2 separate regions of the Mus musculus genome follow, and region 2 is linked to region 1. A link is a contact called in public HiChIP or PLAC-seq data. All regions are on one chromosome and are shown on one strand. The core of a region is the stretch at or near the end of the contact, and the rest is flanking DNA. Distances in the headings are between cores, read along the strand shown.

Region 1 (5,581 bases), core at 1,490-3,989:
AGAGGGAATGACCCTAAACTTTACACTCACAACCTTTGTGCTTCCACCATTGGCGTATAAATGGCCACCTGTGCAAAATCTAAACTCAGGAGCCTCCACTCACCCCATCTCCCACCCACTGCCCAACTACCATCCTCCAAAGTGAAAATTGCCCCTGTGACTCTAATGTGCAAGCTGTTCTAGGCAGCTGCCTACGAACAAGTTCAGGACTCAGCGGCAGTCTCTCCTGGAGCTGACTGGCGCTTCCAGAAGGTGTAAGACTGTGAGAGTGTCGGCTTAGCCAGAGACTAGCTGACTTAGGAAAGAAATACAGCTGTGACCCCCAACTGGTATGGCCACTGCTCAGCACCATGGTTCCTATGACTTTATGGTCATCCTTTAATGTGTCAATACGAGGAATTCCACTTAGTGATTCCCACCAGGGAGGGAGATTAGGGAGACTGCATGTCTGTAATGGGGTTCACCTGGGAGGAGATAAACTGGTGGCAATCCCCACGATGGGCTCGGGTTGCAGCTGACGTGTGTGCATGTGTGTGTATGTGTGTGCACAAACACACATGTGCAGTTTTATGTGGAGGCCACAGGTCAGCCTTAGACATCATTCCTCAAGCTCTGCCCATCTTGTGATTTGAGACAGGATCTCTCACTGGTCTGGAACTCATGGATTCAGCTAGGCCACTGAGCAGTGAGCCCCAGGGATGTGTCTGTCTCCACTTCCCCAGAACTGGGATTTCAAACATGCATTACAAATTTAAAAATTTAAAACCTGGGCTCTAGGGATAGAACTCGGGACCTCCTGCTTGTGCTGCCAGGATTCTGCCAACTGAGCCACCTCCCCAGTCCTGGTAAGAGCTTTGAGTACAAGGACATCTGCTTATGATCTATAGACCATGGTGACTTTTTTGTCACCCTGGTTCTAACCTGACCTCCATTCTTGTTTGTATTTTTCCAGCTGGGTTTAGGCCCGTCCCTGACAACGGCTTCCAGGTAGCCAGAGGCACATCTCGGTGCTCAGAATTACAGAAGCTGCAAGCTCTGCTCTCCACCCACCCAGGCCCGTGGTTGCTCAGACACAGCCCTGCTTGGCCAGCACCTGCAGACGTGGGAGCTAGGGCCTCCAGCGCACATGTGTTGTTAGCCAAATTCCCTTATTAAAATGACCTATGGGCTTGGTATTTTAAGTACATGGGCGTGGAGAGTGAAACACTCTCAAGTGTTTTTCTCCGCCGTAACTTGCAGCCGCCAGGAGAGGAGAGACTCACAAGGGACCGACCTAGAGGAGTACCGGTCAGCAAAATAACACTCGCTTTCCTGGGATCTTCAGGGTCTAAGGCAGGGCAGAGAGACTGGGCTGTCCAAGACTTCATGTTTTAGTCTGTTGCCTGATGGGAGACCCCGCTTTCCCAGAAACCCTGGCTGGCCAGGACATAGATCACTTTGGTGCTGATCAGGGGCATTGGCTGGAGGCAGAGGCTTTTGGTGGTAGAGGGGCAAGCGGTAAGCCACTGATGCTCTGAATCATCCAGCCAGTGAGAGGGCCGACAGAGAGGGGGAAGCCTCGAAATCTTTATTCTGCTCCTGGTACTGAAGGAACCCGCCGCATCAGCTTCAGTGGATGGCTGTGATCCCAGAGGACTGATATTTGACAGGAGTGACAAGAGGGCTGAAGGCAAGAGGAAGGAGCATCAAAAAAGAAAGACCAGGGGAAGAAGGGGGAAGTCTGGACTCAGCCAAGCATCCAGAGACAAAGCTTGCTCAGAACATTCCAGAGCTGGAAGTACATAGGGAGAGGGCTAAGTGTGAGAGCTCAGCAACCCAGTATACCCGTGTTCGAATCCCACTCGTTGCCTGTACAGTCATACTCAAGGGCAACTTTGTTACTGTCTCACAGCCCTAGCTTTCTCTTCTGCAAAATACAAAGTGGTAACAGCTTTTGTGAGCTGCCCAAGGACACCTGATGGGGGAGGAATTGGGGAAGAGGAGGAACGCTCAACAGGTGTCAGAATTGCTGCTCAGACTGATTTCTACTTGAACTTGGCGGTTCATGGCTGCATCACCAGCTGGCCACCCTTTAAGGCATGACAGCGAGGGGCTGATCCACTATATAAACAAGCCAAGACAGCAACATGTGGCGTCCTCCTCGACGCCAGTCTGCCCATCCAAAGGGCAGAACAAAATACGAACTGCTTTATTTAGTTGGAAAGAAGGTCACGGGGTGAGCCTTCCTGGACACTTGCTGGGGCTGTGGGGCATGCTTTGCAAGGCCAGGCAGTCCCAGGGCCTCAGGGGAGGACTCAGTGGTGGACACTGACAGCCCTGGGGTCTAATACAGAATCAGCAGGACCCTGCCTCTCTGTCTAGCCTGAGACACACTGCTTCCCTTTGCATGTAGCAAATGACTAAACTGCAGGATCAAGATACTATAACACTGTATATGGCTTCCCCTAGGAGGGCTGAGGGCAGGAAGCAAAAAGTAAGCAAGAAGATAGGTGGCTGAAGATCACTGCTTGCCCAGGCTCTAAACATCACTACATTCCAGCTTGACCCCTGCCCCGCCCTCCAAGCCCGTTGGCCTCCAGTCTCTTGCTGGGAGCCCGCTGCCCTTCTTGGCCTGTGGGTGGGCTGCTCTATCCCCACCCCCCACCCCCCGTTCTCAGTGGCTCCGTAACTCTCATTCTCCTTGGTGTAGGTTGGGACACATGAGTCATCTTCTCCTTTTGGGGACTGTTTCTGGGGATGTGAAACTTGCCCTTTGTCACGAAAAGGAAGATTACACATGCAAAGGATCTTCTGCCCGGGGGATGTGGGGTAGCCATTTTCCTTAAGCAGTACCGGTAACATCCCTCTCTTTGTGTCTCTCTGAGGGAACCTTCTGCACAGTTGCTACTTTAGGCACCCCAAAGCAAGTGGAAGGAAACTTTCTTTTTAAAATGTTGCCTTTGAAAAATCAAAACAGCCAGGAAGGGCTGGGAGGGAGGTCTGCTCTTCACAAACTCAGGAAATCCCCGAAGATTCTCCAAGGTTACAGGGGACCGTAGATTATGCCATGTCCAATTCTGGGTACAAGTAACTCTGAGCATGGAAATGCACGCACCCAGGCCAGCGACAGGGCTCAGTGAGTGGAGGCCTGCGGCCAAGCCCAGCCACCTGAGTTCAGTCCCTGGCACCTATACTGAAAAAGGGGAGACTGGTTCCCACAAATTGTCCTCTGAGATCCACACATGTGTACACATGTGCAAGCCTAACCACACACACACACACACACACACACACACACACACACGGTTGGGGACTTTTTTTTTTTCCAAGGAAATGAATGCTCTCCCCCAGATTCCAGGGATAACTTCTGTGTTTGCAGGATATTCCCAGCATGCACTTAGCATTTCCCCCCTTATTTTCCCACCGGTGCTTCCTAACAGCCGGCACTTACACGTGTGTCCGTTCCATTTCCCTTCCTCTTGCTATTTCCACCATGATCTGTTGACGGTAGAGTTGCATAATTTACTTAGGGACTTATAGGCAGGACACAACCCATTGGACTTGCACAGCTTCTGTAGGCTGACTGATATTCGTGCGAAGAGCCCCTGTGTCCAGCTGGCCTGACCCTGTCCTGTCTGTGTCCATGTAGGCAGAATGCAGACCAGAGTCTCTGCTCTTGGCCAACGTCCAAGCCTCAAGAGCCTAACTGAAAACTTGAAGCACAGAACTCAGTTCTCCATAGAAACAACCTTTGCCTGGTTGTGCGGAGTGACCAGCAGTTTGAGAGTGAGCCATCCACTTGGAGAATGGGAAAGCCATGTGTGACATTCTCTGGAGTTCTCTGGAAGTGACTCAGTAGAGCTCAGGGGCTGGGCTTGGACCCTATTTGTGTCTTTTGTTCTAATGTTATTTAAATTAAATAGAGCAGGGCGCTTATACCCCACTTTAATCCCAGCACTAGGGAGGCAGAGGCAAGCAGATCTCTGTGAGTTTGAGGTCAGCCTGGTCTACAGAGTGAGTTCCAGGGCAGCCAATGTTACACAGAGAAAGCTCCAAAAACCAAACCCAAACAAAATAAAAAAACAAAAAACCAAAAAAAAAAACCCAACAACAACAACAAAAACAAAACAAAAAAAGGAGGGCTGATGGGCTGGGAGATGCTCAGTAGATAAGGTGCTTGCTGCACTAGCATGAAGACCTGTGTTTGGACGCCCAGCACTTGTGTCAAATGCCAGTGGGCAGTAGGCACCTATACCCTATTCCTGGGGGTTGATACAAATGGATTTGGGGGAGGGGGGCTGCCAACTGAAATGGTGAACTCCAGGTTCAGTCAGAGACCTTTCCTCAAAAAAAAAAAAAATCCCAAGTGATGAAAGAGTGTGGACAGCAGCTGCTGCTTCCACATACACACCTGCACACACATGTGCACACACACATACAAGCTTGAAAAAGTGAATCAACGAGTTCTGCCGACTTTCAGCGATGGCTGCCCCTGCCTGGGAAGCATGGCTGTACTTGATGTGCTGGGTTGAAAACAACCTTAGGGAAAAAATGAACGCAGTGGGTCCTGTCTCTGTCTCTGAGGGTCCGGCCCACCACCGCTCAAACATACAGGACAGAGATACGCATCTGCTGTGCGACAGGTAGGGTAAAGTCATTCTGAGATGACACAAACTAGATACAGAAGAGGAGAGAGAGGGGATTGCACACAAATGCTATACCTGTGCCCATTTTAATAAGGTAAGGAGATGTCTATAGATTCTGCCATCTTGGGAAACATCCTAAAATTGGATCAGACACTTATATCGCTTGCCCACCCCACCAAAGCACCAAGAGAGTCCCAGGGACTCTGCTTTCTTTCTTCACGCTGCATGTTCTCTCCTGTCTTACTCACTTGGAATCCTAGCCCCACATTATCTCAGATGACTAGCCTGTTTTTAGCCCAGACTTGCACAAGAGTCTCTTTAGATTAAGGCCGCGTGCTCTTCTGTCCTTCCATTCAGCGACTTCTTTCGTTGATAGATGCCCAGATTCCCCAGGCTGTGCTGGTCTATCTGCCTTGTGTAGGGGCCATGCAGGGAAAAAGCCTAAGGTGGCTTCCCAAGGCTGCCTGACTAATCCCCCGCCTGTACCTGTGGCCTAGAGCATCATGCCCACAGCAACCTGGGCAGGAGCAGCAGGGAGTCTGGGTATGGGTGTGGGCATTCAGGAGGGAGGGGAGTGTTGGGGTCTGCAGTTCCTGCTCAGCATCTTCTTGAACCTTTGCTGCTCTGAAAGGAGGCAGGGCAGGTGGACTGGATGCTAATGGAAGAGAGGAAAGCTGGACACCAGCCTGAGGTGGGCGCTAATGCTAAATGGGGCTATTTGCGAGCTCTCCATGCACAGATCTGAGGCTGCCTGAGAGGAGACACTAGTAAGACTGGTCTCTGAGCACCCCAGACCCCCAAACAAGTTCCCTACTCTGCACACTGCAGTCTAAGTTTGTGCACCACACCTGTGTGTCGATGTACGTCTCTGCCAAGGATCTGTTGGCTGCTCGCCAGGTCACTGGCATCAGACCTAGTGCCCAGGATGGATGTCAAGGCCCTTAAAGCATCCTCAG
Region 2 (6,190 bases), core at 3,585-6,084, 610 kb after region 1:
TTCCTTCCTTCCTCCTCCCTCCCTTCCTTCCTTCCTCCTCCCTCCCTTCCTTCCTTCCTCCTCCCTCCCTCCCTTCCTCCTCCCTCCCTTCCTTCCTTCCTCCTCCCTCCCTTCCTTCCTTCCTTCCTCCCCCTTCACTCCCTCCCTCCTCCCTCCCTTCCTTCCTTCCTCCTCCCTCCCTCCCTTCCTTCCTCCTCCCTCCCTTCCTTCCTTCCTCCCCCTTCACTCCCTCCCTCCTCCCTCCCTTCCTTCCTTCCTCCTCCCTCCCTCCCTTCCTTCCTTCCTTCCTCCCCCTTCACTCCCTCCCTCCTCCCTCCCTTCCTTCCTTCCTCCTCCCTCCCTCCCTTCCTTCCTTCCTCCCCTCTGACTGTTCTGACTTTGCAAACTCCTTATTATGTTCCTCTCTCACAAACCCTTCCATTAGCTCTCAGAGCGTGAGTAGCACCCATGCACCAGGATTGACACTTTACCAAGTATCTTGCAAGAGTTCACAACCAGCTGTTTTAAAGTCACTGGAATCACAATGTACAGGAAAAAAAATAAGGCTTTTCTAATGGTTGCCTGGAAGATTTATATCCCTAAAATGTAATTAAAAAGTAGATTTAGAAATATACTCAGCAATCAAAAAGATTAAATATTAATGTGAAGTGTAATTAATAAATTATACATCTCTTGATTACTAATGGCTTATTGACTGTAAAAGCCTAACATTATGGAATATTAGGGCAAACAAAGGCTTTTGGGGAATATTGCTCAGCTTCAGGGAGGAAGCAGCTGCTCTTGAGTTTTCAGAAGAAATCTCCATTTTGCAAAGAAAATTAAAAAAAAAAAAAAAAACAGGCAGAACTGTCCCCATTGCTCTTCTTCACCCATCCTGAATATTCCAAAGTTTCCCGAGCTTCAGAGTCTCCTCAATCAATTTTAGTGACACTAGGGCAATTTTGTTGCAAATTTTATCAGCTTCTAAATTGAAGAAAACATTTTAATTTTTAGAATATTTCTGACCTCTTCTACGAAAATTGAATGTATGGCCTCACGGTGAGGAAAGAGAACACTGCCCTCCCCTTTCGCAGGTGAGATGCACCATGAACAGGTGGCAAGCTTCCTGCTGTTTCCACAGAAGCAAAAGGTCCAACACGCAATCCTCCTAATGATTTTCAAGACAGCTGTCAGGTTATCAGAGCCATAAAACACCCTGAAGCTGACCTAGCCAACCAGCTCCATTTTCTCGCTATCATGGCTCACACAAGATGGTGGAACGGAAGCATAACTTCTCCGTGCACCCCTTTTTCTTCGCTCCACATAATAAATGAAAAACTGCAATAGCCAGTTACCTTAAAGGTCTTGACCTAGATAGATGTCATCTGGCCTTACATGGTTTCTTTTTAGGAAATGTCACTAAAGCACGCAAAGCAGCAAGCTATCTGCAAACTTTAGAAGCCAGCTGCACACGCTTGCGTCTTCAGAGTCCAGTCCCAAATTTAGCTCCTCCTCTCCCCAAGTCTAAGCAAATGTTATCCCAGAGCACCTTTCAGTCGGGAACTGACAAAGTAGGGTGCTACCACAGGCCTAGAAACCGGTCTCATTTCTTCTTTGGAACTGGACTAAGTTTTATACCACTTGCTGCCCAGCCCTCACCACTTCCTGCCCGGCCCTCACCACTTCCTGCCCAGCCCTCACCACTTCCTGCCCGGCCCTCACCAAAGCTACAAACATGTCAATGCTTGGAGCAATGGAGAAGACTGTGGCAGGAATACTATCTAACATCTTGCTAAAGAAGCTTTACACTAGACCTTTGTAGACAGAAGAGGGTAAATGCTAGGGAAAATTGGTCTGCTTCTCAAAATGAAATACTTCCTGTGTCAGAGTTCAAAGCAATGAATGATGTCTAACCCCTCATCCTTCAGAAATCCAGTGGCCGTGGCTTTTCTATCAATGTCAATACTTGTTCTTCAGACAAAATCCCTCTCTCTGAACTCATTCTTTGTATCCTGCACCCTAAAGACATTCATCCTTTTCTGTATGTTCAATGATAATTTATTTAATATATAATCTATTCATTTATTTCTATGTCTAAGCTCACACGTTTCCATTGTTTTCTTGGCACTTTGGTCCTCCCCCCCCCCCTTCCCCAGAGAGTGGAAGAGTGCTGTGTTAAATCTGGTTTCAGAAGAAATTGTTTTAACCAGCAGAAAGTAATGACAAATGCAAAACATATACAAAAACACAGACTTTTTAATTAAAAACAAGACCCTTCTCCACACTAAGTAGAATACATGTATTTGTAGAAAAAAGGTGCAAAGAGTGAACAGATTCTCCTCTGTTAAAGCATTGTTTTCCAAATTTTTACTAGCTTAACATTACTAAAGCAGAAATTAAAAATTAATATGGCTAAAGATACATTCCAAGACAACAATGGAGTCTGGCTCTTCTGAATAGAGCTTCCAAAGGCTTGAGCCAATCATGACCACAAAACACAAACTCGTTCACAGGACAGAATTACGTGGCATTTTCTAAAATATGCTGGGGCTTTGTGATTCAGCTCAGCCTTGCCGTTCTGTTGGTGGTGGGAACATTTTAGACCTTAACTGTTCAGAGCAATGGCCCTTTATGACAATGCCGAGATCAACACATTGCTGGAAATTGACCTGTGTGTGCTAATCCATTTGGGGACAAAAATCTGTTCCAAAGGAACGCGTTGCTATTTATGATCCATACCTCACCATTTTGACACATGATTGACAAAATAGAAATAATTGTGATTGTGTTGAGAACCCTGCTGGGCTCTACTGTAGCCGGAATGAGAAATGTTTCCCATAGATTTCCTGCACTGAGACGCTTTGTTCCCTAGAGTGGCACTGTTTGGGAAGGCTGTGGAAACTTGATGGGGAGGCCCACTGAGGGAAGTGGGCACAGGAGGCGGGCCTTGAGTTCTTGTAGCTCCTCCCACTTCCTCTCTTTTTTCTACATGTGCTCACTGAAGGAAGTGGGAACAGGTGGTGGGACTTGACTTCTTATAGTCCCGCCCATTTCCTGTCTTATTTCCATGCACTGATTGAAGACACATCTTCCTGCCATGAAGCCTCCTTGCCACAATGGACTATATCCTTTCATACTGTGACCCACAACCTCTTGAGTTGCATCTATCAGGGGTTTGATCACAGCACAAAAACAAACAAACAAACAAACAAACAAAGCCTAATACAGGATATGGCTCAATGGGTGGCATGAGTCATATTTTACCTCCAAAACCTGAAAACTTTCCCATTTCAAACTTTATACAACTCTGGAGATGAATGTGAACTTAGATTGTGCCTTACTCTTAATAACAGTCCACTCTTGGCTCAAATTCGACTTGATCTCACTGTTAACTGCCTGACAACTTCCCAGGCATATAGGCCCAGGAGAGCCCTCCCTCCTAGCTCCCAGAAGTCCACAGAGCTGGAAGGAGAACCTTTTGCTACAACAGTGATGACAAGGGAGTCTCATTTGTACCACTGTATTAATCTGCCTTGTGTATTCTGGAGTCTCTCAGGAGCTTGTGGCAAAGAAATGTCCAAACTGCTCCCTATTTTAAAATGAATAACTGTGAGTTCCTGTGTTTGGGTTTAGAAAGAAAACTATTTCCCAGTAACTTAAGCCCTCAATATAAAATAATCCTCTGTCTGTATGCTGAAGTACTCTAGAAGTGAAGCAGGGGGGAGAGTGATTAAATTGGATGCATTTGGGCCATTTAAGCCTTTTTGGTGGTGGTACTGATAAAAGAGATCCCGTTAATTTCTCAAAGCCCTGTGGAACCAGCATAAGCCTGCTGCTTTCGAGTTGGTATGGAAGTTGAAGAACATAAAGTATTTTCTGTATTTTTTTTTGTAATTAAAAGTTACCCCACACCTTCCTGTGTATATCTGTCAAGGTTACAAAGCGAACACACATCACAAAGAGCCACAGAACACTCCAGAATCAAGCATTCCCTGTGTGAGCCATGTATCAGGGTAGCATATTAACTCTTTGGAAGCCTCTCAAGAGCAATTTAACATATTCAAATAATAAGTCAGGAAATCAACACCAATTAATATTTTCTGTGTGCCCACAGGGTACTTGGCACCATCTCTTGGACTCAGTGGGAAGCAGCCATTAACTGTCCCTGTTCTCAAAGGGCATTTTCCAAACAGACAATAACACTGATAATCGGTTCTTTTCCCAAACCGCAAAAAGCCAACACACACAAAAAATGGAGTGCTAGCACATTCAGAGACTGTTTTTAAATGGGCTGTCTTACCCCAGCCGGGTTAGACCCATGTCACTGGGGCAGTGCAGAATGACTGTGGTAAAGATACCAACGATGATGCTGATGCTGATTAGGAGACAGGGTTCTAATGACTAAAGGAAGCAGGAGAGGATGAAAGCCCCAGTTTTCTGGGGACCCTGCCCACCCCTTCTCAGAATGGCTGAGAGGCAATCCATCCATAGGATTACTTACTCCTCCAACTCCCACCCTCGGAGACTGCCCTGTGCCTGCATCCTGTCTGGTATTCTGAGGAAGAAGTAGGTCTAATGTATCCCCTGCCCTCTGATACACAGTGGGACCACTCATGGTCGCTGTTTGGAGGACTTAGTGCCAATAGTCAATGAGTTAGTATGTGCCAGGATATCATAATGGCTGGTACACATGTCAAGTGGCATAGATACTACAGTAGTGTGGGCTTGGTAATCTACCCGAGATCTGTATAAAATTGGGTCCATAGAAATCCTGCCACTGATGGGGGAGGCGCTCACAAGGCCCCTCCCTTCCTGAAGAGTTAGTCAGTTAAGTGTTGCTGGGAGAGGAAGAGAAACTTTCTTTGGTGATGTAGCCACTTGTAAGTCTGTCATACTACTGTAAGCAGCCCTAACCAAACTCATTATGACACAAAAATAGAAGGGGGGAGTTAATTTTATCTACTTTCTCCCTTTTGCCATATACCTTGGTCTTCAATGTCCCTGGGCAGGCAACTTCTTAGACTATAATACATTGGACCCTTGGTCATGTGTGCTTGGCCAGTTAGGACAGAAAGCTGCTAACTGGATGTGTATATAAATCTGTAGCCAGATTCTCCACACAGACTAAGATGTTTACACCCACCTAAGAAAGATGCTTCTCAATGGCCTTGGTGTGGAAGGAGGGTGTCCTCAAAGGTTCACAGGCTGAGACCTTGGACCTCACAGTGGAGATGTTGAGAGGGAATTGGGGGTGGGGCTCCAAGGTGAAAGGTGACGGGATGCTAGGGAGCTGCCGTTAGAAAGGATTGATGGACTTCTTTTGGGACTCTGTCTACTTCCTCTGAAGCTATAAAAGGAGGAAGTGTGGCCCTAGCTTCCTTGCTTTACTGTTGTGACACAGTTCATTCTTACTGACTGACTAGAAGCAATGGCATCTTGCTTTACTCTGGCCTCTTCTGTACTAAGAACTATTAATCGTGTGTGCTAATTATCTATTTGCCACATATTTTTTCTATAGATTGCTTTTTACTTTATATTGTTTTGTATGTTTTTATATGTGTGTCATATACATTTGTCAAAGAGAGTTATCATTTATTTTGTGTGTTTGAAGGTACTGTTTCTGGGGTGGGCATCATTTATCTTGGAGTTTTACTCGAAGGACTTGGATCATGGGGAAAGTTTCAACATTTAAGTATCACTTACGCTAAATTCACTGGTCTTTCCTTTTACTTTACCTCTGATTATACGTGTGTGTGTGGTGTGTGTGTGTGTGTGTGTGTGTGTGTGTGTGTGTGTATGTGTGTGTGTGTGTGTGTGTAAATATTTTCCAGGCTCTAGAAGGATCATTTAATTAACTTGGTCATCTGTTTGAAGTTTTTTCTCCTGTTTCGGCAATGACTGTAGTTTTTTTTTTTTTTTTTTTTTATCCAAATAGAAGTAAATCATATGGGCATGATTTATTGAATTATTTTTTAATTTATGGATGGAATGCCACATTTGTGTATATAAGGTTCTATATATTTGCATTCCCTTTAAGTCTTGAGTGATTTCTGGAGTACCCTATATAACAAATGTGTACATTCATTATCCAGGTTCAGATGGATAATTATCCAACACTGCAGATAATGTTAAAACCATTTAAAATGTGGTTCGCCCGTGCTCCCTGTCACTGTCTCCTCACATCTCATTGTGACTTTAGAGCAGTCTTGAC

The links. HiChIP or PLAC-seq counts read pairs in DNA pulled down with a chosen protein or histone mark.
Region 2: a contact with region 1 is called in an H3K27ac HiChIP or PLAC-seq map of bone marrow-derived dendritic cells, with 9 times the contacts expected there. The contact joins two enhancer-like sites. A contact is called at or near these places in 3 of 484 Hi-C or Micro-C datasets (bone marrow-derived macrophages, female germline stem cells and muscle stem cells), 4 of 115 datasets of contacts at active chromatin or transcription factors (T-cell acute lymphoblastic leukemia, bone marrow-derived dendritic cells, embryonic basal ganglia and 1 more) and 1 of 9 other capture datasets (embryonic stem cells).

Annotation. Positions count from the first base shown.
Region 1 is chr16:92,673,147-92,678,727 of GRCm38.p6, forward strand. The region is part of intron 4 of Runx1 (runt related transcription factor 1); the gene reads right to left. Among named protein-coding and RNA genes, the nearest start is that of Gm30224, 80 kb to the left of the region's middle. Within about 2 kb of position 2,740, at least 56 of the 459 cell types and tissues checked have an H3K27ac peak or open chromatin away from gene starts, as enhancers often do. A contact at or near this core is called in bone marrow-derived dendritic cells and bone marrow-derived macrophages, where this site is marked.
Region 2 is chr16:93,282,892-93,289,081 of GRCm38.p6, forward strand. No RefSeq gene overlaps it. Among named protein-coding and RNA genes, the nearest start is that of Gm30588, 24 kb to the left of the region's middle. Within about 2 kb of position 4,835, at least 20 of the 459 cell types and tissues checked have an H3K27ac peak or open chromatin away from gene starts, as enhancers often do. A contact at or near this core is called in bone marrow-derived dendritic cells and bone marrow-derived macrophages, where this site is marked.